Linked DNA regions of Lactuca sativa: region 1 is linked to region 2. Evidence: chromatin contacts called from public Hi-C data. All regions are on one chromosome and are shown on one strand. Each heading gives the region's core, a stretch centred on a gene start, on an enhancer-like site or on the middle of the called end of the contact. The rest is flanking DNA. Distances are from core to core; before and after follow the strand shown. Region 1 holds the start of LOC111915340 (aspartic proteinase). Region 2 holds the start of LOC111915341 (probable L-cysteine desulfhydrase, chloroplastic).

Region 1 (7,698 bases), core at 4,463-6,962, 130 kb after region 2:
GACAGTCCAGTGGAACGCTAGCAGGTTTGCAACCTGTAGGTGTTGGTGAACTATATGTTCATTGGTGTACTCCATCCCCCTCATGGTTGCCTTAAGGACATGTATGGCTGAGGAATCCCCTTAGCAGTAGTGTCCATCCTGATGATGATCCTTAGGTTAGGTCCCTTGTGATAGGTGTTTAGGGACGTAAAGTGAGGATAACGGGAACGGGTAATTAGGGTTATTGTTGGTTGATGAAATCAATAAATTTATTGTTGGTTAATGAAATTAATAAATTTATTATTTGTGGGTTGAAAACCCTATATGCTCACTAGGTTCCCAAGCCTGACCCACTTAGCTTTTTATGTTACAGGTAGTGGACCCAGAGCATAGTTTGGATGATGAAGAGGGATTTTTGGATTATAGGTCAGTTGTTGTAAATAACTGTTGTAAGGCTGATGATGTACTATTTATGTTTTTGGTATGTATTAGAACATGACATCCCGAGGTTTTGTTATATAATGAAAATACATTTCTTTAAGAAATGCTTTATAAATTTTTATTATATTTTGTTTTGGGAACAAATTTCGCAACACCTTTTAGAAGATTACTCTAATTTTATTTTAAAAGCATAAACTAAATCGGTCTTTTCTGGTTGGGGATGTCACAACTCATCAATGTGAGATTCCACATTTCTCAAATCAAAGATGATTTCTACCATTAATGCGAATAATTTGTATTTATGAATAACTATTATTCAAGTTCAAAAATTCCTTGTTGAAACTAGTGCCAATAATTGTTACATCAGGATATGGTTCTTGAGCCATGTCAAGTTCCATATGACTCCGACTTGCTTTATCACTAGAAGCTTGATTTCTATTGACTCAGCATTCAAAATAATTCGAAATTGTTCAATCTTCTTATTATTGCATCAGGATTATAACTAGTTGTTGAATTTCCTTTCGAACTGTCTTAGATTGCATTGAATTAGTAATATATAGGACGTCCTCGCATTTTAGACTCTAAGGTATTAGGATCTCGGGTTGAGGGTTATGTGGAGGACTTCTTTGGTTGTTCTTCTTTGATTGGGGCTTGGAAGTTTGAGACACGACCCATAGGCCTGGTAGGGTTAGTTATGTCTTGCTGGTTTAGTGTGCAATATGTTATGTTGTGAGTATTTTTATTGGTTGGTGGATCGGGGGTAAGCTCGAGTGCCTTCACTGGATTGTGGATCGGGGGTAAGACCAAGTGTTGTTATTGTTTATTGGATCGGGGATAAGCCCGAGTGCTGATATTGGTTAGTATATCGGGGGTAAACCCAAGTGCTGTTAGTGGTTAGTATATCGGGGTAAGCTTGAGTTCGTCAATGAATAATATAACAGGGTTGTTAAAGCCGAATAGAAGTATGGTCTAGTTTAGTATATGATCGTTTGGCTATCTTTCTTTGGTGCATTGTATGCAGGGTTAGCGATGACGACAGTCGGCCGTAAGTTCCGTGATCCATCTTTTGTAGGGAAGAGGTTGGCCATGAAGGTCTCATACCGATCATATCTACGGATTTCGGTCAACATAGTTGATATGAAGGTAGGTTAGTCTTATCTGCTCGGTGTTGCTAGGATGCTCGGTGGTGTAATGCTAGCATAGGTTGTATTTTTCCTTCTTTAAATACTTGTTAGGAGGCGCAAGTCAGGGGGTCTTGGTCGGGCCAGACCTGCAAGTATTGGTCAGCTTTGGTGACAATCAGGGTGGCTCTGCCTACCTGAAGGTTCAATATGATTTTGGGGTAAGTATATCATGGACTAAGAAGTGGATTCTCTCTTACAGATTAAGGATGTTGTGTGGAGTGGTGTTATTTTTCAGGTCGTTTGTTTCTCGTTAAAGTCTGTAGAGGTGTTGGGAGGTGGTCGACTGATCAATAGATGTCATAGTATTCGAGATTCAGACCGCTGGAGTCTCTACTCGAATTGGACCATGAGCCTAGTTTTGGAACGTTGGATGTTGATGGTTGTAAGTATTGGCATTCAAGTGACTTCTGCCCACATGAAAATAGTCGGCTTTGAAAGACCTAAAAGGGGTCACTCCAATAGTGGAAGAGAGAAACGATTTTAAGGATAAAATCTTAAGTTGTGGTTTTTTGGGCATCAAGGACTCAAAGGCATGGTTTTTTGGTAAAAACATGTGTCATGACGTGGCCAACCAATTTATGAAATGCGTGTCGGAGTTTTAGCTCACGGCGTGAGACCCAGGTAGTCACAATGTGTGATGGGCTACAACCCGAACCAATGATATTTTAGGATTTCATTTGTATTTCAATCCCATCAACTTCATTTTATGGTTCATTATCAGCCTCCTTCATCCTTAAACACAGAAATACCCTAAACCTAGCCTCTCATTGTGATTCATGGCCTTTTGGAGCATTTGGTGGTTTGAAGAAGAAGGGAAGAAGGAGAAAAATGTGCTATATTGGTGGAGTTTGCAAGGAAACATCATCATCATCATCTCATTTTCTTTCTGGACCTTTGTAATTGTCAAAGGCTCAAGTTTTATTGCCCTATGTTGATAAATCTAGACTTTTATGAATTATTATCAATGTTTGGGTTAGCAAGGAGGTTAGGATTCCATAAAGTTGGGAACTTTATGGGTGCAGATGTAGTGGATCTGAAGTTTGGTGGAGTTGAGCTCATGTGTGAGGTTTTGACCACCTTTTTTTTTTTTTTTCATAAGTGACCTAATTTGAGCTCAAGTCTTGCATTGGGAACACAGGACCTTAAGTCATCGACTTTTATGGCCTTTGGGGTTTAAGGAAGATTTTTGGAGGAGTTGGATTCATTACTTAATGGATTAAGGGCTTAATCCATCAAGACTGGTTCTCAGACAGTTCTTACGACATAAGGAGATGCCTGTCACATTGTGAGGATTGAAAAGTCTTGATTATTCTGCCCTTTAGCTTGTCACGACGTGACCAATGGATTATCACATCGTGAGGATCAGTTGAACTGTTGACCGTTGACTTTTGTTGACAGTTGACTTTTTGAATAGTTTGACTTGGAGTCAAACTTGAAGGATTTGGGATGTTGATTAAGTCTATGCCACGTTCTGGTGCTAGAAAGGGAGCACGTCGTAGTGTATCTGGGTTCGTCGATTCAGGTGAGTTTCCTAACTGTACCCGTGGGTCAAAGGCACCAATGTCGGCCCACTAGTTTCGGTTATTGTTTAGTAGAAAGCTCTAGGGGTTGTATGTAGACACGTATCATAGACTGATGAGTCCTGATCTAGGCTTTCTTGCTAGCCCACTAGTTTTGGTTATTGTTTAGTAGAATGCTCTAGGGGCTGTATGTAGACACGTAGGATAGAATCAGGACTCCTGATCTATGCTTTCTTACATGTTCCTGTTTGGTTTCAGCTCTAGAGTAGGATCATATCTTCGGGTGTCTACCTCACCTCAGGATACATGTGGCTATGTATTCCTTGGAGATTTGGTTATGTATACTTGTGTATAGGATGTTGGTATGTTGTAGCGATCTGCTAGACGTGTGTGTGTATAACTGTATATATATATATATATATATATATATATATATATATATATAGGTAATCACCATAGTAACGAAGAACTCTACCAACTTCAACTCACTTCTAATCACCTACAGGAAGATACTAGAGTCAATACCTAATCATAGGTCATAGTCACGTGCAACAATGACTACCTTACAGGAAATGATGATTAGGGTTCTATATAAAATGAGGATTAAAGTTAAGTAAGGACACTTAACCCATTAAGGACTTAACCACCTAAGGGTAGGATTGATTAAGGTTTGACCTCGCCATTCTCGGGTATAATAATAATCTAAGCAATAGCCCAAATACGTGCCCCGATCATTGTCTAAAATAGGGCTTCCCGATTATAGGGTTTCCACATAAAATGATAACCAGGGTTAGTGTTCCACACTTAACCCCTTAAAGACTTAATTCAATAAGTCCAATATTGTATTAAGTTAATCGTAGGGCATTATTGAGTACACTTAAAGTCCAATTAACAGTTTAACACGGGTCCCGACAAAACTCTAAAACTAGGTTTTTCTTGACATTAGGGTTTTCTAAACCCTAATTAGGGTTTCCAACCCAAACATGTGCCACTCGGTCTCCGGTTAAATGCTTAGGTTATTTAATGTTTAGTAAGCCGGGCACCACCCATTGCCACCTCAGGCAGTGGTGGACAAAGGCAGTGGTGGACAATGGCGGTCCATGGCTGCAACCACCCACTCACAGCAGTGGTGGTGGTTCTCGAGTGATAAATCCAACAACCCATACACACCTAAAAACCCTACATCATATATGCACACACTAGTACCAAAAAAGAACACAAAATGCCCAATACATCCACCAAGATGGTGGCAGCCACCACCTCACGGTGGTGATGGTGGGTTATCTTCGGTCTATCCGGCCAAGCAACATCCACACGACACCATACACTGAAACATGCACACACATATGCCAAAACACACGCAAACACAACCACCCTTGTGATGGCATGCGACAGTCAAAGAAGCGATGGCAAAACAGGACAGCGGCTCGGAGTGACGGCGACGGGGGGATGCGATGAAGCAACAAAAGAAGCGAAGAAGGTGGAAGGGGGGTTGCGCCTTTACCGGAGAGAGGAAACAACGTCCACGATCTCCATTCTTCCGACCTCCCCACTGCTACGACGTCGGTCTCGTCGATCCTTGTCTTCTTCGGCAGCAACACTGACAGTGGTTGCTCGGTGCTTCACAACGATGACAAACGAGATGGCGGCGGTTGGAGATTGGAGGGATAAGGGTGGCGGCTGGAGAATATATTAGGGTTAGGGTTTGGGTTTGTTTAAATGAGAGGCCAAGGGAGGACGGGGGTGATGGATTTTAGTCCCACCTCCAACTTTCAAACTTAAGTCTATTTTATTCACTTTTAGCCCCTACCACCAAAACATTTTCAAATTAAGTCCAATAGTTACCAAACAGCCCCCAGCTTCCACAATTCTATTCATAACTAGTCAGAAAGTTACACTTTAACCCTTATTTCCAAAATTTACTACATTTAACTCCTCACACTAATACTCTGATAAATTATTATAGATTTGGGGCTGACATAAAAATATAAAAATACATCTCGAGGTAGCGGCGATGACTCCGACAAACTGTGTTGGATTTCATCTTCGTCTCCGACGAGACGTGTTGGATTTCATCTCCGGCTCCGACAGTTCCTCTCCGTAAAGAAGGCAGGGGCTCCAACGTTAAGTTGTCAGCAAAAGACGAGAGAAAGAAGAGTGAGAGATTGAGAAGAGTTAAGAAGTGAGGGTAAGAGTGTTGGATTGGTACCGTAAAGTGGATTTTGTTTAGTTTTTAATTAAAAAATAATAATAAAATGAAAAGAATAAAAAATAATTTTAAATCGACCAAATTCATGAGAAATTTGAGTAAATTAGAAACTTTTTGAACTCCTTCTAATTTGCAGTCTAGTATAAAAAAACTACAAAGAGTGAGGAAGTAAATCCCAATTTAAGAGTTAGGTTTGAATGAGAGATATTGTTGGCTGATTTCGTTACGGAAAGTCGGAAACTGCCTAGAAGGTGCCGCTTGTCCTTTTGTATAGTTACTATTATATTATTATTATTTTTTTTCGGAGCACAATATCTCATCCAAACTCTTCATCATGAATCCTATTTATTGAACTTGTTGCCTCCACGGAAAAAAGCAGGTATCGTACCACCTCTCACCAGCTACCCCTTCACTGCTCTTCTCTCTGATATTTTTGTGGTAGGTACTCTCATCGACTATTTTTTTCACTTTTCCTTCAACTATCTTCAAAGAAATCTGTGCCTTTTTGTTGCTGCTTATACTTTGTATCGACTCATAGTTACCAGTATTAGATTATGAGTTTCTCATGGCTTTGTGGTTTTAGTGCTTAGATTCACTTTGTTTCGTAATAGTTGATCTGTTCATCAGTTTACTTGTCCTTCAAATTTGTTTTCAGGTAATTTAGTTGGATTATTTTTGGTTACTAACTTCATACGCTACCTATATGTTTGACTTTATCATGTGGATAAAAATTCTGGCTCGATCTCTCTTTCTTTTTAAGTGAATCCTTTGATTCCTTTTCAAAATTTGCAGTTTTAATTGAATACTTTGATTTCCATTGAAAAAATTTTCTGGCACATTTTTTAAACTAATTCAATGCTAAAATCAACTTTTTCCTTTAGATCATGTAAGTTGACTTTTGTGTCACGAGGTTCTTTAGGTTCATTTCACGCCTTTTGTGTTTTTAGTTCGACGTACTCCTGAATTAAACCGACTGAATATGATGATATTTTTGACGCTATTTAATGTATGGAACGTAATACAACAAGGTGAAGATTATTGACGTCAAGTTTGTCACAAAATCTATACTAACTTTTACCATTAGATTTTAACTTTCTGCTGCCAATATTTATCTGTTGTGACGCTAAAGTTTGCTGCTTGAAATAATCGAATAAACCCCTGGAATAATTGCAGGTTCTCCTGATTTTAATTTAATTCTACTATACTAAATTACTAATTCATACGCCTTTGTTTCCCACGCTTTTGTCAGGACACTGTTTTGACTATGGGGAATCGATATCTTTGTTTGGCTTTATGTTTATGTGCTTTGATACCCTCTATGCTTGATGCTGCTTCCGATGGGTTACTGAGAATCAACATGAAGAAACGACCTTTGGATGTTAATAGCATCAAGGCTGCTAGAAAAGAAAGCAAATATGTTAATGGTCTTAAGAACACGCCACATGGTTTAAGTGATGGTAATGAGGATGTTGTCCCTCTAGTCAACTACTTGGATGCCCAATACTATGGCGAGATCAGTATTGGTTCTCCACCTCAGACATTCACTGTCATATTTGATACTGGCAGTTCCAATCTCTGGGTTCCATCATCCAAGTGCATATTTTCTGTAAGTTTTTTCATCTCATCTCATTTGGTAATTTATGGATCTTTATTACAATTTCTTTACTTTATAGTTTATACCTTCAACTGCTATTATATAGATTGCTTGCTACTTCCACAACCGGTTTAAGGGAACAAAGTCAAGCACTTACACAAAAATTGGTAAAGACATGCACCATTCTCAGTTTTTCAAGATGTTTTTCTTACAATTTCTTTACTCTAAGTTAACATATATGTCTGAAACATCATGGTTTTGTTTCCAGTAGTTACAATATCACTAAATGGTGACCAAGTTTTAAGTTTTGCATATGCTTAATGCTTGTATCTTTTTTTTTTGCTTGGTAATAATCAGGGGACAATTTGCAAATAAACTATGGATCCGGATCAATTTCTGGATTTTCCAGTAAAGACACTGTTCAAGTTGGTGATATTTGTGTCGAAGATCAAGTAAGTCTTTTTCGATCCATGACTTCATAAGTCATGTAACTCGATTCTTTCTCATTGATCATGTATAACATTAAGATGCATTTTGTTTCAGGATTTCATTGAAGTTACTAAAGAAGGGAGTCTTGCATTTGTAATTGGAAAATTTGATGGGATTTTTGGACTTGGGTTCAAGGAAATTTCAGTTGGAGACTTGCAGCCAGTCTGGTAATAACTCATCTGAATTTGGAGCAACTCTTTTTCTCACTTTCTGTTGTGACTTTAAATCTTTAATCAATCTTCTTCTAATTAAAATTTACAGGTACAATATGGTTGAACAAGG
Region 2 (6,926 bases), core at 393-2,892:
TTCTTCATTTTTCTGCAAAACAGTAATTCTTCCAGCATCATTATTTTTTAATCATTGTTGAGAACACACCAACACCAACACCAACGTATCAGAATTTATGATACTTCAACATAGAGAGAAAAAAAAAAGTAGTATAAAGGAAATACATACATACATACATACCTCTTTTAATCTTGAAAAACTTTACATGTGAACCCAGAATTCACAAGATTGTTAATGGCATCCCTGAATCTGTAGTAATCATCAACAATGTTGTAAATTTGATGAGAAATTCTAGCATACCCAGTTATCGGATTGACCTCCCCAACCTCTGGTTGCCTATAATATATTGGAACTTCAACCTTAAAAGACTCCCTTAAATGAGACCTTAATTTTAATCCATCAGAATCACTCATAATCTCCAAACAAGTGGGTAATCCAACCATTGCCATACTTGAACACATATCAGGAGGTGAACCAAGATGAGTGCCCCATGATTTTGCAAGCATGTTTGCCATTTCTATAACCTTTTGGTGATTCCATTCTCTTATTCCATCAAGCCCACCTTCAAACCTACTTACAAACTTTAAAGCCTCGGGTACAACTAGTTGTGCACTGTAGTCCCTTGTCCCGATCCATGAACTTTCTATAGCTAATCCATTTCCGTATTCATGAGATACCACAGGGTGGTGGAGATTAGATAGCTCGGGGTTTCTACAGTGCAAGAATGCGATTGAAGGTGGACAGAATAACCATTTATGGAGATTGCTAGTGTAGAAATCAGCCCCAATTTCTTTGACATCAACCCTAGTTGACCCAATTGCATGAGCAGCATCAACGAAAATCCGGTCAACTCCTTCTTCTCTACACATCTTTACCAATTCCTTGACGGGAATTACAACGGATGGCATGGAGGTGATGTGATCAATTACGGCTAACCTAACTTTACGATTATTGGATTTCCCTAATTCTAAAGCGTTTCTAAATGCTGTAATTATTTCGTCATTTGAAGCTACGGGGAAGGGCATTTTAACCTCGATGACATGGCCACCTGCTCGCGTTACGTAAGCCTCGACGGACTTTTTGACGGCACCGTAGGCGTAGTGGAGCATCACGGCGGTGTCGCCAGGGTTGAATTTTGATTCGAAGAACGACCATTTGACTTGTTGGAGTACGATTGCAGCGGCCGTTGTGGCGTTATCGACTATTGAGATTTCGTCGACGTGATCGGCGTTGATGAGGGTTTTGATGGCTTCGCGGGAGCGGAGGATGGAGGGTTTGAGATGGTTGAAGTAGAAGTCGTCGGGCTGTTCAAGGAAACGTAGCTGGTAACGTTGTTGGGCTTCGATGACGGAGGAGGGGCATGAACCGAAACTGCCGTTGTTAATTCGGGCGACGGCAGGGTCGTGATGAGAGAACTCTGAGCGGATATCAATGTCAAAGCGCTTATGTTTTTTGCAAGGGGAGGAATTGTGGCTATTTGGGGTATCGGTGGCCATAGCGGTGGTGGCGGCGCCGTTCTCATCGCGGTGGCGGTGGAGATTATTGGATGCCATGGAGAAGAGACGATGGTAGTGTTGAGAACGGAGAAAAGACGTGTGTAGCGTCGAGACTGGTATTTGTGAGAGAGTGGAAGCGGCGAGGCTAAAAAGTAAAAACATTATATTCAAGTGGCTAATTAGATGGTAACTACAGCTTTTTCGTATTCAGATATGTATAATTTTTTTTCAAATAAGTTAAATAAATAAAATACATTATATTTTTAATTACTTTGTTAATTGTACAAGACTAAAGCATAAGTTTAATCGATGATTTTAGTAGTTTGTTTTTTTATTTAGAATTTAGATTAAAAATGATTTCTCTTAAGAGTAAACTACTGACTGCGACGATCAATATAGTATAATGAAAATTTCTTTTATTATTATTTTTATTATTATTATTATTATGGACACTCATTCTTGTGATTTGATTTCTGGTACCAATAGTCGTTCAAGTCTTAACTGTTAAGATTGAGATGTCAAATTTATAAAATAACATGAAAAGTTAAATATATTTTTTTATATTTCTTATCTATCTTCCTATCAATTTAAAAGATAAAAAGTAAATTACACGAATGGTCCCTATGGTTTAGGGTAATTTGTATATTTGTTCCTAATTTATTTTTTTAACTCGAAAGGTCCTTATTATTTGTTTCTATTACATGCTTGGTCCCTATTATTTATTTTTGTAATGCGTTTGGTCACTGTTTTAACTAAAAAAATTATTATTTAAATAGAGAAAAATGGTAGGGTATGTAAAGTAACGTGAATGGGTGGGGTTGGGGTGTGTTTATTTAAATAAATTAAAAAATCAAGGGCAAAATAATGTTTTTAGGTAAGACATGGACCAAATATATAATAAAAACAAACTGTAGGGACCTTTCGAGTTAAAAAAATAAGTTAGGAATCAAACGCGCAAATTATCATAAACCATAGGGACCATTTATGTAATTTACTCAAAGATAAACGTATGGATATTTAATAAAAACAATAATATTTTAATAGACACATATCACTATGAGTATGAAAATATTTAGGAACAAATATAAAAGGATATTTAATATTTTAATTTTTATATCATTTTTAAGGGAGCTGAGTAATTTAACTCATAAACAAGTATTTTAATAATTATAACCATCTTATAATTTTTGTTTGAAAAATAACCATTTACTTTGGAATTTCGTATTCCAAAGTAGTTACATCCATTCCGAAGTTGGGTGGTTGGTAGGTATCGGGTCTGGAATCCAACAATCGTATGTTCGAGACTGACAAAATGGATTCCAGACTATGTTTTTTAACGATATTCCAGAGTATTTATGTTCATTCTGAAGTTAGTGGTGGTTGGTATGACTCGAGACCGGAATCTGACACTCGTACGTTCTGGACTGAAAAGTGTATTCTGGAATATACGACCATTCTGGAATGGTAAGATTAAGGTATTTTTGTTTTTTGTTCACCAACAAGCTATATGTAGTGTATTTATGTCTTTGTTCCCTAATTCATTAACAAGTAGTGTTATTTGATACTTTTTGTAATCTAAAAGAATGAGTATGTATACGGATTTTTTCGAATGCTAGTTTCTAATAGATGGCAATGGTAGCGTATCGAGGCATTTATGCAATATATCTCTCCATACTACACATGTTTCGGTGTAGATCTAAGCATTGATATCAACTTTGTTGGGTTAATCATGTTGGTTGCTTCTAAGTATAGGTTACACACTAATCAAATATGTATATCTTTTTAATGTTCTAGATCAAATATAGTTATGCAAATTCTTATTGATAGTGATGTCAAATATTTTCTTAGTTTTGTTAGTAGTATGTCTCATAACACACTACAATTGTTTGTTGTTAATAATGTTATGGAAAGTGATATTCAACGATTTATTACCTATGACAATAAACCATGATCCTTCTTATAATGACCCTATAGATGGGGGTGATTTTCGGTATAAAGGTAAGGTTGTTAATGATAATTCTCCAACAGTTGATGTTGATGAATATGTAAACGATGATACAAATCTAATTGTTGTGGATAGAAATTTCACCTTACCATTTATATCTTAAACTTATTACATCTGGGTAAGCCCAAGATCTTGGATTTAATCAATATCTTGGACTACTATAATGTTTCTTGTAATATCTTATGCATGAATTTAAAGTTTGATTGAAAAGAAATAGACCAGGTCAAAACATACGTGATCAATGACCTCGTGAATGTTGAAGACCAAGAATGTCGAAATTTTAGTTGTTATTATTATGTATATAAAGCCTAGCTGATCAACACTCACACACATGTTGCCTGCCATTTCCTTTCCAATTCTCTTGACACTTGAGCATATTTACATCATTTCGAAGATTAGCTAGCACTTGTAATTTATTTCGATTTAATATAAGTTCCAAGGAAGGTGATTTCATCACCTCTCGATATGAAGTGAGTTAGAATCGATAAACGAACATGAAATCAATCATAGAAAGCATTAAGAACACATCATGTAAATATGATCTTATTGGCTCGTATTAGCCTGGAGATATTACAATGTTTAAGAGAGTGTTTACAAACTGGAGAGCATAAAAGTTACTCTCAACTCTAGTACCTACCCTATTATGTTGTGATTACATCGTTCGAGTAACATGATCCGTAGCAGATGAGAGGTGATCACATGGTTCGAGTACCATGATCCGTAACAGATGAGGGGTGATAACGTGGTTCGAGTACCATGATTCGTGGCGGTTAGTGCTTCTGGTGTTATCAGTTATCCTGTTGTGATTAATTAGATTGAGATTAGATGTGATAGAGTATGGGGCTAGAGGGCCATGTTGAACGAGTTTCAAGGGAGAACACCTTGAGGGGGAAATCGAGTTGGTTTCCGAGAAAGTTAGATGAGATGACAACTGGAGTCGCAAGACTCGAGAATAAGTAGAGGTGGTGCTTCGTGGAGGATTATGGGTTGAGCTACGCAGTCGGCCGATAGTGGGGATGCCACTTCCTGTGACCGCAGTGTGATATTTTCTGTGAGGAGCAAAAGGGATATGAGTTTCCGAGTTGGAGGTAAACCCTGTGGGGTAGCAAGTGTGGTGACCTTTTCACCAGAGTATTTGGGCAGTATGTTTGCTGCAAGGTATCCTTATACCAGGAAAGAGTCATTAGTGGGACTAAGATGGATGAGAACAAGGAGGTGCCTTGTTGGGGGAAAAGTACTTTTATTAGCAATTTTCGGTGGACAAGGGGTATATTGCGGCGGTGGCCCTCGTGGTCTATGTTGTGAATCGACAACGAGAATGAGGTCTGTGCTTTTATCATTATTCCCGATTTGGGAGGCGGGTCGAGGAGTTAGAGTCGAAGTGCGTGAAAGGACACTATTTCCGGATTAGAGACAGATTGGATTCAGAATAGTGGGGTTTCCGAAGGTGTGTCAGTGTGAGGCCTCAAGATGCCTAGAGGTAGTCGCATGGGGAGGATTCCGAGATTTTGTCAGGGATGAGATATATGGAGATTGGTTGGTTTCCTTTGGGAAGGCCCTGGGATGATTGTGTAATACGTTCAAGAGTCAAGTGTGACATAACTGGTGAGACAATCTACTGAGTAGATTGTGGATGTGCCAACTGGTAATTGTTCAAACCCTGAGTGGGGGAGAATTGGTTTTCCAGTAAGGGGATCGACGATTTGTTCAAGTGCGGTTAGAGAACGGTTATCGAGACCTACGGTTCGAATGCATGAGACCAGGGTTATTGGTGGTCTAGGCGAAGTGCAGAGAAAGGTAATGCAGGATGTACGTGTTCAGGAAAGGACGAGTGTCCCTACGACAGATGGGCATTGGACAGATACCATGTCGTGATTAGAAATTCTTCAAGGTTGTAATGGTAAAGTTTGAGGCGATTGGTTCAAAGGATAGCTTCGGCGGTAAAGAACTTCGGGCTTAGCATACGGGTTGTTATGTGCATTTTGGAAAGGGTAGAAGTGGATTGGGCAACCAACTCCATGGCCGGTATGTGTATACTTGCATGGGTTTGGAGTGCATGGGTTTGGAGCAATAGAGGAGGAAGTTTCGGATGTTCATCAACGTGTTCTGAGTCGTTGATGATTCATTCGTAAGAGTTGGAATATTCCGAAGTTGTGTGTTGTGGGGAAATGAAGATTAGATACGAGATTATTTAAGAATGTGAATTGAAGTAAGAGAAGGAGTTTTGTCATGACGGTAGCCGTCAGTAGTAGTGATGTTTATTTCTGGATGGGTGTGTGATCATCTGTCTATGATTAGCCACGAAACATGGGTTAGTGGATGCAGAGTGTGGCGTCGACTGGAAAATGAGACCGTGGGATGGTAAGAGAAAGTATTGTAAGGCTTCAGGGAGCTGCGGTATCCTTGAGTTAGTAAGAAAGGGTGTGGTGATACTGCGGTATTCTTGAGACTGGTATTTGAGGGAGAGTGGAGGCGACGAGGCTAAAAAGTAGAAACATTATATTCAACTATTCAAGTGATTGATGAATTAGATGGTAACTATAGCTTTTTTGTATTCAGATATGTATAATTTTTTTTTTGAATAAGTTAAATAAATAAAATACATTATATTGCAAGTGATTGTTAATTATACAAGACTATAGCATAACTTTAATCGATGATGTTAGTAGTTTGTTAATTTTTATATTTAGATTAAAAATGATTTTTCTTTAAGAGTAAACTACTGAAACGATCAATATAGTAAAATGAAAATGATACCTTTTCTTGTTTTTTATTATGGGCACTCATTCGTGTGATTTAATTCTTGGCACCAATAGTCGTCCAAGTATTAATGGTTAAGATTAAAATGTCAAATTTATAAAATAACATGAAAAATTAAATATATTCCTACGTCTTGTTCTTACATATCCTCTTACTCATGTTAAAGGATGACATGTGTCATATTTAATCTATTCCTAATAAAAACCTCTCTAAGGTGCCACATGACATTTTTGACACCTCTATTTTGCCACATGACATCTTCTCCTAAGCTCTCTCCTCAAATTCCCGCTCATAGTTGATACTCCACGTTCTAAGCTTAATCATAGTCAAACTTTTTTTTTTAAATAAAGACTTTCGAACTACGAAGCCTATAAATTAGGAATTATATTAGAAACTTAATTTTGATATCCACGACCTTCCCTAAAATCAGCACTAAAAATTGAATCCTTTCACCCTAAATCTCGGCAGCCGAACCCAATCTCATTTGAACCCTTTATTTCCATCAAATATTACTGGTAATCCTTACTCTTCTTCTAGAGCGAAATGTAAAACTACGTCCGTATTTATTTCAGTTTCCATGTTCATATTGAGGATTCTTCTATTCCTTCTTATTTTTCTAATTTCATGTTGACTTATTCTATTAAGTTTTTGTTTGTTGTAGATTCGATTGAAGCTGGCGTATT

What was found. A called contact is a pair of places that touch in the nucleus more often than the background predicts.
Region 1: a contact with region 2 is called in a Hi-C map of bud, with 5 times the contacts expected there. The contact joins the promoter of LOC111915340 here to the promoter of LOC111915341 in region 2. A contact is called at or near these places in 4 of 4 Hi-C or Micro-C datasets (bud, leaf and seed).

Annotation. Positions count from the first base shown.
Region 1 is chr9:142,414,849-142,422,546 of Lsat_Salinas_v11, forward strand. LOC111915340 (aspartic proteinase) reads left to right here and starts at 5,713. Exons shown (of 14, transcript XM_023911000.3): 1 at 5,713-5,771; 2 at 6,583-6,939; 3 at 7,034-7,094; 4 at 7,285-7,379; 5 at 7,471-7,583; 6 at 7,678-7,698. The coding sequence starts at 6,598.
Region 2 is chr9:142,284,128-142,291,053 of Lsat_Salinas_v11, forward strand. LOC111915341 (probable L-cysteine desulfhydrase, chloroplastic) reads right to left here and starts at 1,643. Exons shown (of 3, transcript XR_006186670.2): 1 at 163-1,643.